Linked DNA regions of Pan troglodytes: region 1 is linked to region 2. A link is a contact called in public HiChIP or PLAC-seq data. All regions are on one chromosome and are shown on one strand. The core of a region is the stretch at or near the end of the contact, and the rest is flanking DNA. Distances in the headings are between cores, read along the strand shown. Region 1 holds the start of HBQ1 (hemoglobin subunit theta 1). Region 2 holds the start of SNRNP25 (small nuclear ribonucleoprotein U11/U12 subunit 25).

Region 1 (5,879 bases), core at 2,854-5,353, 140 kb after region 2:
TCCGGCGCCCGAAAGGAAAGGGTGGCGCTGCGCTCCGGGGTGCAAGAGCCGACAGCGCCCGACCCCAACGGGCCGGCCCCACCAGCGCCGCTACCGCCCTGCTCCCGGGCGAGCGGGATGGGCGGGAGTGGAGTGGCGGGTGGAGGGTGGAGACGTCCTGGCCCCCGCCCCGCGTGCACCCCCAGGGGAGGCCAAGCCCACCGCCCCGGCCCGCGCAGGCCCCGCACGGAACCCCCTGCGGTCCAGGCCGCGCCCCGGGCTCCGCGCCAGCGGATGAGCACCGCCTGGCCGGGCGTGACCCCGCGCCCCAAGCATAAACCCTGGCGCACTCGCGGCCCGGCACTCTTCTGGTCCCCACAGACTCAGAAAGAACCCACCATGGTGCTGTCTCCTGCCGACAAGACCAACATCAAGGAGATCTTAGGCCCCTGGGTTAAGGCCCTCCCTTACGCTGGCCAGTATGTTGCGGAGGCCCTGGAGAGGTGAGGCTCCCTCCCCTGCTCCGACCCGGGTTCCTCGCCCGCCCTGACCCACAGGCCACCCTCAGCCGTCCTGGCCCCGGCCCCAAACCCCACCCCTCACTCTGCTTCTCCCCGCAGGATGTTCCTGTCCTTCCCCACCACCAAGACCTACTTCCCCCACTTCGACCTGAGCCACGGCTCTGCCCAGGTTAAGGGCCACGGCAAGAAGGTGGCCAAGGCGCTGTCCAACGCCGTGGAGCACCTGGACGACATGCCCAACGCGCTGTCCGCCCTGAGTGACCTGCACGCGCACAAGCTTCGGGTGGACCCGGTCAACTTCAAGGTGAGCGGCGGGCCGGGAGCGATCTGGGTCGAGGGGCGAGATGGCGCCTTCCTCGCAGGGCAGAGGATCACGCGAGTTGCGGGAGGTGTAGCGCAGGCGGCGGCGGCAGGCCCAGGGCCCTCGGCCTCACTGACCCTCTTCTCTGCACAGCTCCTAAACCACTGCCTGCTGGTGACCCTGGCCGCCAACTTCCCCTCCCAGTTCACCCCTGCGGTGCACGCTTCCGTCGACAAGTTCCTGGCTTCTGTGAGCACCGTGCTGACCTCCAAATACCGTTAATCTGGAGCCTCGGTGGCCATGCTTCTTGCCCCTTGGGCCTCTCGCCCAGGCCCTCCTCCCCTTCCTGCACCTGTACCCCCCTTGTCTTTGAATGAAGTCTGAGTGGGCGGCAGCCTGTGCGTGCCTGAGTTTCTTCCCTCAGCAAACGTGCCAGGCAAGGGCGTGGACAGCAGCTGGGACACACATGGCTAGGACCTGTCTGCAGCTGGATAGGGTAGGAAAAGGCAGGGGCCGGAGGAGGGGATGGAGGAGGGAAAGTTGAGCCACCGCGAAGTCCAGCTGGAAAAACGCTGGACCCTAGAGTGCTTTGAGGATGCATTTGCTCTTTCCCGAGTTTTATTCCCAGGCGTTTCAGATTCAATGCAGGTTTGCTGAAATAATGAATTTATCCATCTTTACGTTTCTGGGCACTCTTGTGCCAAGAACTGGCTGGCTTTCTGCCTGGGACCTCACTGGTTTCCCAGAGGTCCTCCCAGATATGGGTGGTGGGTAGGTCAGAAATCCCACTCCAGCGCAGCTGCATTGATCCCCCATCGTTCCCACTAGTCTCCGTAAAACCTCCCAGATACAGGCACAGTCTAGACGAAATCGGGGGTGAGGGGTGCAACTGCAGGCCCCAGACAATTCAACAGGGGCTCTACTTTCACCCCCAGGTCACCCCAGAATGCTCAAACTCCAGACACTGATGCCCTCGGGCTGTCAAAATCAGGAAGTTGTCTCTGGGCCCAGCTCAGGGCCCAGCTCAGCACCCACTCAGCTCCCCTGAGGCTGGGGAGCCTGTCCCATTGCGACTGGAGAGGAGAGCGGGGCCACAGAGGCCTGGCTAGAAGGTCCCTTCTCCCTGGTGTGTGTTTTCTCTCTGCTGAGCAGGCTTGCAGTGCCTGGGGTATCAGAGAGAGGGTTCCTGGACCTGGTACCCATAAAGCCCTGGCCCTCAACTGATAGGAATATCTTTTCTTCCCTGAGCCCATGAATCACCCTTGGTAAATACCTATGGCAGGCCCTCTGCCTGCGTTTGTGATGTCCTTCCCGCAGCCTGTGGGTACAGTATCAACTGTCAGGAAGACGGTGTCTTCGTTATTTCATCAGGAAGAATGGAGGTCTGACCTAAAGGTAGAAATATGTCAAATGTACAGCAGTGGGCTGGTTGGAGTGCAGCGGTTTTTACAATTAATTGATCAGAAGCAGTTATAAATTTATCATTTCCTTCTCCACTCCTGCTGCTTCAGTTGACTAAGCCTAAGAAAAAATTATAAAAATTGGCCGGGCGCGGTGGCTCACACCTGTAATTGCAGCACTTTGGGAGGCCGAGGCAGGTGGATCACCTGAAGTCAGGGGTTTGAGACCAGCCTAGCCAACATGGTGAAACCCTGTCTCTACTAAAAAGACAAAAATTTTTCAGGTGCGATGACTCACGCCTGTAAACCTGGCACTTTGGGAGGCGGAGGTTGCAGTGAGTCAAGATCGCGCCATTGCACTCCAGCTTGGGCAACAAGAGCGAAACTCTGTCTCAAAAAAAATTAAATTAAATTAAATTAAAAAATTAGCACGGTGGCTGGGCGCAGTGGCTCACGCCTGTAATCCCAGCACTTTGGGAAGCCAAGGTGGGCAGATCACAAGGTCAGGAATTCGAGACCAGCCTGGCCAATATGGGGAAACCCCATCTCTACTAAAAATACAAAAAATTAGCCGGGTGTGGTGGCGCACGCCTGTAATCCCAGCTACTCGGGAGGCTGAGGTAGGAGAATCACTTGAACCCAGGAGGCAGAGGTTGCAGTGGCCCGAGATTACACCATTGCACTCTAGCCTGGGCAACAAGAGCAAAACTCCATCTCAAAAAAAAATTATAAAAATTATACATCAGTAGAGGAATGGGTAAACAAAATGTGGTGGCCTATACACACAATGGAATGTTATTTGGCCATAAAAAGAAATGAAGCACTGATAGGATGTAGCTGCACCTTGAAAATATTTGACAAGTAAAAGAAGCCGGACACCAAAGGTCACAGACTGCATGACCCCATCTATATGCAATATCCACTACACCCAAATCCACAGGGACCAAAAGCGGATTAGAGGCTGCCGGGGCCAGAGTTACTGTTAATGAGTACAGACGTGGCGTTTGGGATGACGAAAAAGTTCTGACCTAGATAGTGGTGATGGCTGCATAACACTAAATGTTCTTAATATCACCGAATTTTATATCTGAAAAATGGCTAAAATGATAATTTATGTCTATTTTATCACTTTTTTTAAAACAAAAAAAGATATAAGGGGTACAGCAGAGTGAGGGCTGCATATGCATTTACTATTATTCTTGGGTTACATCCCAAGCACTCAATAAATGTTCATTGCCCTGAAGAAACACCTGCTACGAGTCAGGCACCTCACAGTTGTTATCCGTTTAATTCTCACAATCTGAGAAGAAATTGTCACCCTCATTTTATATAATAAATGAGAAAACAGACTCGGGCAAGTGTCACAATAGAATCAAGAGGCAGAATAAACTGACTTCCAAAGCCAAATCCATGCCGAAATTCAGTGCTATAATAATATACATGGCCGGGCGCGGTGGTTCACGCCTGTAATCCCAGAACTTTGGGAGGCTGAGGCGGGAGGATCACCTGAGGTCGGGAGTTTGAGATCAGCCTAACACGGTGAAACCCTGTCTCTACTAAAAATACAAAATTGGCATGGTGGCATGCACCTGTAATCCCAGTTACTCGGGAGGCTGAGGCAGGAGAATCGTTTGAACCCAGGAGGCGGAGGCTGCAGTGAGCCGGAATCGCGCCACTGCACTCACCGCACCCGGCCAATTTTTGTGTTTTTAGTAGAGACTAAATACCATATGGTGAACACCTAAGACGGGGGGCCTTGGATCCAGGGCGATTCAGAGGGCCCCGGTCGGAGCTGCCGGAGATTGAGCACGCGCGGTCCCGGGATCTCCGACGAGGCCCTGGACCCCAGGGCGGCGAAGCTGCGGCGCGGCGCCCCCTGGCGGCCGCGGGACCCCTGGCCGGTCCGCGCAGGCGCAGCGGGGTCGCAGGGCGCCGCGGGTTCCAGCGCGGGGATGGCGCTGTCCGCGGAGGACCGGGCGCTGGTGCGCGCCCTGTGGAAGAAGCTGGGCAGCAACGTCGGCGTCTACACGACAGAGGCCCTGGAGAGGTAGCGCGAGGCTGGGCGCCCCCGCCCCCAGGGGCCCTCCCTCCCCAAGCCCCCCGGACGCGCCTCACCCACGTTCCTCTCGCAGGACCTTCCTGGCCTTCCCCGCCACGAAGACCTACTTCTCCCACCTGGACCTGAGTCCCGGCTCCTCACAGGTCAGAGCCCACGGCCAGAAGGTGGCGGACGCGCTGAGCCTCGCCGTGGAGCGCCTGGACGACTTACCCCACGCGCTGTCCGCGCTGAGCCACCTGCACGCGTGCCAGCTGCGAGTGGACCCGGCCAGCTTCCAGGTGAGCGGCTGCCGTGCTGGGCCCCTGTCCCCGGGAGGGCCCCGGCGGGGCGGGTGCGGGGGGCGTGCGGGGCGGGTGCAGGCGAGTGAGCCTTGAGCGCTCGCCGCAGCTCCTGGGCCACTGCCTGCTGGTAACCCTCGCCCGGCACTACCCCGGAGACTTCAGCCCCGCGCTGCAGGCGTCGCTGGACAAGTTCCTGAGCCACGTGATCTCGGCGCTGGTTTCCGAGTACCGCTGAACTGTGGGTGGGTGGCCGCGGGACCCCCAGGAGACCTTCCCCGTGTTTGAGTAAAGCCTCCCCAAGAAGCAGCCTTCTTGCCGTGCTCTCTCGAGGGCAGGACGCGAGAGGAAGGCGCCGCCCCTCCCCAAGGAAAGGCGAGGGCCTGGGGCGCACCCCCAGTGCCCAGATCCAGGCGCGCCTCTTTCCACCCCCAGCAGGTTTGGGGCCTCGGCCACCGGGGCACCGAACTGCGTGCGGCCTGACCCTCCCGAATGGGGTGGTAGGTGGGGGCCGCGGGACGCCCCAGGCGGCGGGCTGCGAGGACGGCCGACTCTGCCCATCCCGAGGGCGGCTGGCTTCGCCCTCCCCACTCTGCGCCAAGCACGCGGCCCGTACCCACAGCGGGAACTCCGCACCTGCAGCCTGAACGCGCGCGGGCGGCGTTAAGGGCCCGGGGCTGACTCGGAGCAGGTTAGGGAACAGCGCCCCCTCCCGGCGCGAGCCGGTACCTGCGCAGCGCCCAGCCGCCGCGGCTGTGGCCTGGAATTGGGGACCTGGGGTGCCGGGGGGTTGTGGTGAAGGAGGTGGGACCAGCCCCAGCACCTAGCCACGTAGCTGGCGAGGTGGACCAGGAGCCGACCCAGACCCCTGCCGTCACCCGACACCACTACGGAGAGTGAAGCTTTTTTATATTTGTCCACATAAAACCAGTCATGGTCATTGTAGAACTTCCGAAAACAAGGCTTGCTGCACCTTCCTGTGTATCCCAGGTCCAGGAATGGGTGCAGCACATCCTTCAGCTGCCGCCTGACACGCGGCAAACTGTGTCATGTGTAAACAAGAACAGGACATGGCTGTCACATCCAAGAGCACATGTGTAACACAGACATGCCACACACACACACACGGGGCAGAGGCAGGCCCCATCCAGACCCCTAACATTTAATGCGTAGCTGTTCCAGTCTTCTAGGCACATGTAGAGATGCTTTTCCTCAGAAATGGTATTCTCAAGGTGACACTGAGGAAAAGTGGACAGGCCGGGCGTGGTGGCTCACGCCTGTAATCCCAGCACTCCGGGAGGCCGAGGCGGGCGGATCACGAGGTCAGGAGATCGAGACCAT
Region 2 (5,125 bases), core at 1,987-4,486:
TAGAGTGCAGTAGTGTGATCTCAGCTCACTGCAACCTCTGCCTCCTGGGTTCAAGCAATTCTCGTGCCTCAGCCTCCTGAGCAGCTGGGTCTTCAGGCGAGCGCCACCACACCCGGCTAATTATTTTATCTTTAGTAGAGACAGGGTTTCGCCATGCGGGCCAGGCTGGTCTGGAACTCCTGACCTCAAGTGATCTGCCTGCCTTGGCCTCCCAAACTGCTGGGATTTACAGGCGTGAGCCACGACACCCAGCCAAGAAAAGAGGTCTAATTTACTCACAGTTCTGTGTGGCTGGGGATGCCTCAGGAAACCTACAATCATGGCAGAAGGAACCTCTTCACAGGGCAGCAGGAGACAGAATGAGTGCGAGCAGGGGAAACACAAACGCTTATAAAACGATCAGATCTTGTGAGAACTCACTCACTATCAGGAGAACAGCACGGGGGGGGGAACCTCTCCCATGATTCAATTACCTCCCACTGGGCCCCTCCCAGGACACCTGGGGATTACGGAAACTATCATTCAAGATGAGATTAGGGTGGAGACACAGCCAAACCATATCAAACGAAAGAACATACTTTTTTCCTTAGACTCTTATTTTTATTAATCTACTCATCGTTGCCATTATCAAAGCTATCACCTGTTGAGTGCCTCTTATATACCAAGCACGGTATAATTCACTTTATGCTCTCGCGGTCTACGAATATGGATTAGCCCCAGAGAAGTCAAGAGACCCAAGGAAGGTCCTACAACAATACAAGGTTGCCCTGAGAATCTGACCCGGGCCTGTATGACTCCAAGGCTGGCACAAATATTGCTTGTCTGACAGATTATTAAACAGTAACAAACACAAATAAATTATTCAAGAACCATTTTCTATTTTTAGAAACCTACATCATTTATATGACATCATAGACTCTGCCATGCAGTGGCATCAACAGCCTCATAATTATCCACAGTTTAGCAGCTGAAACAGTTTTCCCTCTTACCTGCAGTAGAGTCAACATTCTCCCAGGCAGCTGCTCCACCAAGCACATCATCCACTTCTTTCAGTTTTGGGTACTTCCGATTTGTTACCTAACAAAAACAACACTTCAGACTCCAAGTAACTGAATAGCGCAAACTTGGGCTGCCAAACCTTAAATTTCAGGATTACATAAGAGTTCACTCGGCTGGGCGTGGTGGCTGACACCTGTAATCCCAGCACTCTGGGAGGCCGAGGCGGGCGGATCACGAGGTCAAGAGATCGAGACCATCCTGGCTAACACGGTGAAACCCCGTCTCTACTAAAAATACAAAAAATTAGCCCGGCGTGTTGGCGGGCGCCTGTAGTCCTAGCTACTCAGGAGGCTGAGGCAGGAGAATGGTGTGAACCTGGGAGGCGGAGCTTGCAGTGAGCGTTGTTGGCACCACCGCACTCCAGCCTGGGCGACAGAGCAAGACTCCATCTCAAAAAAAAAAAAGAGTTCACTCTTCCCATAGTTTCAAACTCCAAACTCCCACAACACAGTACAAACTGGAGTAGCATGCAAACATTAAGACTGACGTAGCACCAACATATTCTAACTGCTAAAAAGTAAAGGTATTCTGGCCAGGCGTGGTGGCTCACGCCTGTAATCCCAGCACTTTGGGAGGCCAAGGCAAGCGGATCACCTGAGGTCGGGAGTTCGAGACCAGCCTGGCCAGCGCGGTGAAACCCCGTCTTTACTAAAAATACAAAAATTAGCCGGGGATGGTGGCAGGCGCCTGTAATCCCAGCTACTCGGGAAGCCGAGGCAGAAGAATTGCTTGAACCCGGGAGGCAGAGGTTGCAGTGAGCCGAGATTACGCCATTGCCCTCCAGCCTGGGAAACAGAGCGAGACTCTGTCTCCAAAAAAAAAAAAAAAAAAAAAAAAAAAAAAAGGCCGGGCGCGGTGGCTCACGCCTGTAATCCCAGCACTTTGGGAGGCCGAGGCAGGCGGATCACGAGGTCAGGAGACCGTCCTGGCTAAGACACGGTGAAACCCCGTCTCTACTAAAAATACAAAAAAATCAGCCGGGCGTGGTGGCGGGCGCCTGTAGGCCCAGCTAATTGGGAGGCTGAGGCAGGAGAATGGCGTGAACCCGGGAGGCAGAGCTTGCAGTGAGCCGAGATCGCGCCACTGCACTCCAGCCTGGGCGACAGAGCGGGACTCCGTCTCAAAAAAAAAATTAAATAAATAAATAAAATAAATAAAATAAAGAAAGCACACAATACATTACATAATATATTAGGAGGTAATAAGCCCTATGGAAACAATTACAAAGGGAAGGAGGATAAATTGGAAGGAGGGGCTGAAATTTAAAATACGGTAAAGACAAGACCAATGAGTAAGGTGGCGATCGAGGGCAAGAGCGAACTGAGCAACACCAAGTGCAAAGGCCCTGCTAGCACCATGTGCACGATGAGAGATCGTCCAGGAGGCGGTGTTGATGCGGCAAAGGGCGACAGGAAGCGCATTAGGACTTGAAATCGGAGACGCACGCAGGGGAGGGGGTCAGTGTCGGAACCTGGTAGGCCCTGGGAGAACTCCGGCTTCTCGTCTGCGTGAGCTGGAGAAGAGCCGAAGGTTTCTGCGCACAGCACGGACCTGTGTGCCTCAGCTTTAAGGAAATCACCGTGGCCGCCGCTGTGAACGCAGAGAAGGGCGCAAGCGTGGGAGCAGGAACCCAAGGAGGTGGGAAACGGTGGGGCTTTCTGAGTGTATTGGAAAGTAGAGCCCACAGATCTGCTGCAGACCAGAAAGGGGCGCGAGAAAGAGCGGACAGAGGCAGACGCCGGGGCTGGCGGCGATGGAGCAGCAGTCGGAGGAAGCGGAAGGCCTGCGAGAGTCGCCCGCGGCCCAGCGCCGGCCTTCGGGTCCCACCTTGCGGGTGATGTTGTGCACGTAGGGACACGTGTTGCAGGCGAAGCGGTGGCAGCGTTGTCCCTCCTCCACGATCAGCCCGTTCCCGCAGCCGGGGCAGAACAGCAGCATGGTCTCGAACTCCGCAGGCTCCAACTCCCGGCAGCTCCCACTGCCGCTCAGCGCCGATGCGCCGCCCGCCTCGAGCTCACATTGGTCCTGGCAGCCTTCCCGCCACACCTACCAACCAATAGACAGGGCGATTCCGCGCTCCCAGCACTGCTGCCGGCTGTCTCGCACTTGTCATTGGTCACTGCAGCCGCCCCACCCCCCGGCGCGCCAATGGCTGGGCGGCCTCGCTGGGGCGGGCCGCAGTTCCTGCGCGTGCGCGCTTGGCCTCCCTAGTGCGGGCTGGCAGTGCGGGCAGAGCCCGGCTGAGAGGTGCGGCCCTGGAGGAGACGGAGGCCGCGGGTGGGCCCGAGGCGCAAGAGGAAGATGAGGACGAAGAAGAGGCGCTGCCGCACTCCGAGGCCATGGACGTGTTCCAGGAGGGTCTGGCTATGGTGGTGCAGGACCCGCTGCTCTGCGATCTGCCGATCCAGGTGCGTGCGGGCGGGGGCTGGGGGCGCGGGAGTCGTTCCCCGGGGGGCCGGGCATCCGGGCGCCGGCAGCCTCCGAAGGTGCTGGTGGGAGGCTGCGGCCCAAGGCTGGGGAAGGCGCCTCAGGGCGTAAACGAGGGTTTTAACCTTGGCCGGGCGCACTCGCCTGGGGCGCGAAGCTTAAAGAGGAACCAAAAACCTCATTAGTGAGTGACATTAAATGACATTTTAATGTAATTGTATTTAGGGGGCTCGGGGGACAGGGTCTTGCTGTGTTGCCCAGGCTGGAGTGCAGTTTTGTCCTCCTACCTCAGCCTCCCGAGTAATTGGGACCCCAGGTGCGCGCTACCACACCCGGCTAATTTTTAAATTTTTTGTACAGAGGGAGTCTCACTATGTTGCCCAGGCTGATCTGAAACTCCTGGGCTCAGGCGATCCTCCTGCCTCGGCCTCCCAAAATGCTGGGATTATAGGTGTGAGCCACCCCCCGGCCTGTAATACCTTTAAAAGTCAAAGTTGATGCAAAAAAAGAGCCTACAGTAAACGAAAAAGCTTAGTTTTAAATAAGAGCAAGATTAGTAGTACTGATTGTTCCATTTGCCTCAAGCGTCAATCATGTGTCAAAGCGTCAGTATCATGCTTTGGGACGATACTGTCTTTTTATTTATTTATTTGAGACTGAGTCTTGATCTGTTTCCAGGCTGGAGTGTAGTGGTGCGATCTCGACTCACTGCAACCTCCCCCTCCCGGGTTCACTACAGGCACGCGCCACAACGCCCGGCTAATTTTTTGTATTTTAGTAGAGACGGGGTTTCACCATGTTGGGCCAGGATGGTCTTGATCTCCTGACCTCATGATCCGCCTGCCTCGGCCTCCCAAAGTGCTGGGATTACAGGCGTGAGCCACCACGCCCGGCCAATTTTAAATGTTTTATATTTTGCTCATCATGGATATTTTAATTGCCTTGTATTTCTTAAATGTTGTATTAAAATATTTATTGTTATTACCGTTTTTTGCTGCCCCGGTAAATTTTGCACACCTGCCTTACTCAGTCCCGAGCCCTGGCCTGGGTCCTGATGATCAGGGATATACTCAGGGTGAACTGACAGGCCCCTACCCACCCCTGGGGGCAGGTCCTCATGTGAGTTTATTCTCTTGCCTGTTTCTTAGCACCTCTTTCCCCCAGAGACTCTGTCCACTATGGACATTAAAATGTGAGTGGAGCATGAGATTGGGGCTCTGATGAATTGGGAAACCGTAACATACAGGCAACCACCCTTCCTTGCCCTTCGTAAAATGGAGCACCACTTTTTGGCCACTATCGGCTTGTTCTTTGTTGTTGCTCAAGGTGGTAAGGAGAGCCAGGTTTCCCACTTCTGCCCTTGCTCTTTTGTAGGTTACTTTGGAAGAAGTCAACTCCCAAATAGCCCTAGAATACGGCCAGGCAATGACGGTCCGAGTGTGCAAGATGGATGGAGAAGTAATGCGTAAGTGCTGCCCTCCTCCCTTCAGGTTATGTGGTCCAGGCTTTCACAGCAGGAAGATGTAACAGTGCTGGTCAGCCTGCTCAGAAACTCACAGGCCATGCCCAGGGGTACTGGGACAACCACAAACCTGCCCTGTGCACAGAGGTGTTGGTTCCTTTCCTGCCATCGGAGGCT

Evidence for each region. HiChIP or PLAC-seq counts read pairs in DNA pulled down with a chosen protein or histone mark.
Region 1: an H3K4me3 HiChIP or PLAC-seq map of stem cell-derived excitatory neurons shows a contact between it and region 2, with 3 times the contacts expected there. The contact joins the promoter of HBQ1 here to the promoter of SNRNP25 in region 2. A contact is called at or near these places in 1 of 7 Hi-C or Micro-C datasets (stem cell-derived neural progenitor cells) and 1 of 1 datasets of contacts at active chromatin or transcription factors (stem cell-derived excitatory neurons).

The regions. Positions count from the first base shown.
Region 1 is chr18:2,512,010-2,517,888 of NHGRI_mPanTro3-v2.0_pri, forward strand. It overlaps HBQ1 (hemoglobin subunit theta 1), which reads left to right and starts at 4,104. Exons shown (of 3, transcript XM_016928975.3): 1 at 4,104-4,248; 2 at 4,334-4,538; 3 at 4,648-4,847. The coding sequence starts at 4,154. The coding sequence ends at 4,776. LOC129137268 (hemoglobin subunit alpha-3-like) reads left to right here and starts at 326. Exons shown (of 3, transcript XM_054668109.2): 1 at 326-482; 2 at 600-804; 3 at 955-1,195. The coding sequence starts at 379. The coding sequence ends at 1,083.
Region 2 is chr18:2,371,437-2,376,561 of NHGRI_mPanTro3-v2.0_pri, forward strand. It overlaps SNRNP25 (small nuclear ribonucleoprotein U11/U12 subunit 25), which reads left to right and starts at 3,237. Exons shown (of 5, transcript XM_054668089.2): 1 at 3,237-3,467; 2 at 4,861-4,951. The coding sequence starts at 3,399. It overlaps POLR3K (RNA polymerase III subunit K), which reads right to left and starts at 3,097. Exons shown (of 3, transcript XM_054668090.2): 1 at 2,887-3,097; 2 at 990-1,077. The coding sequence starts at 2,997.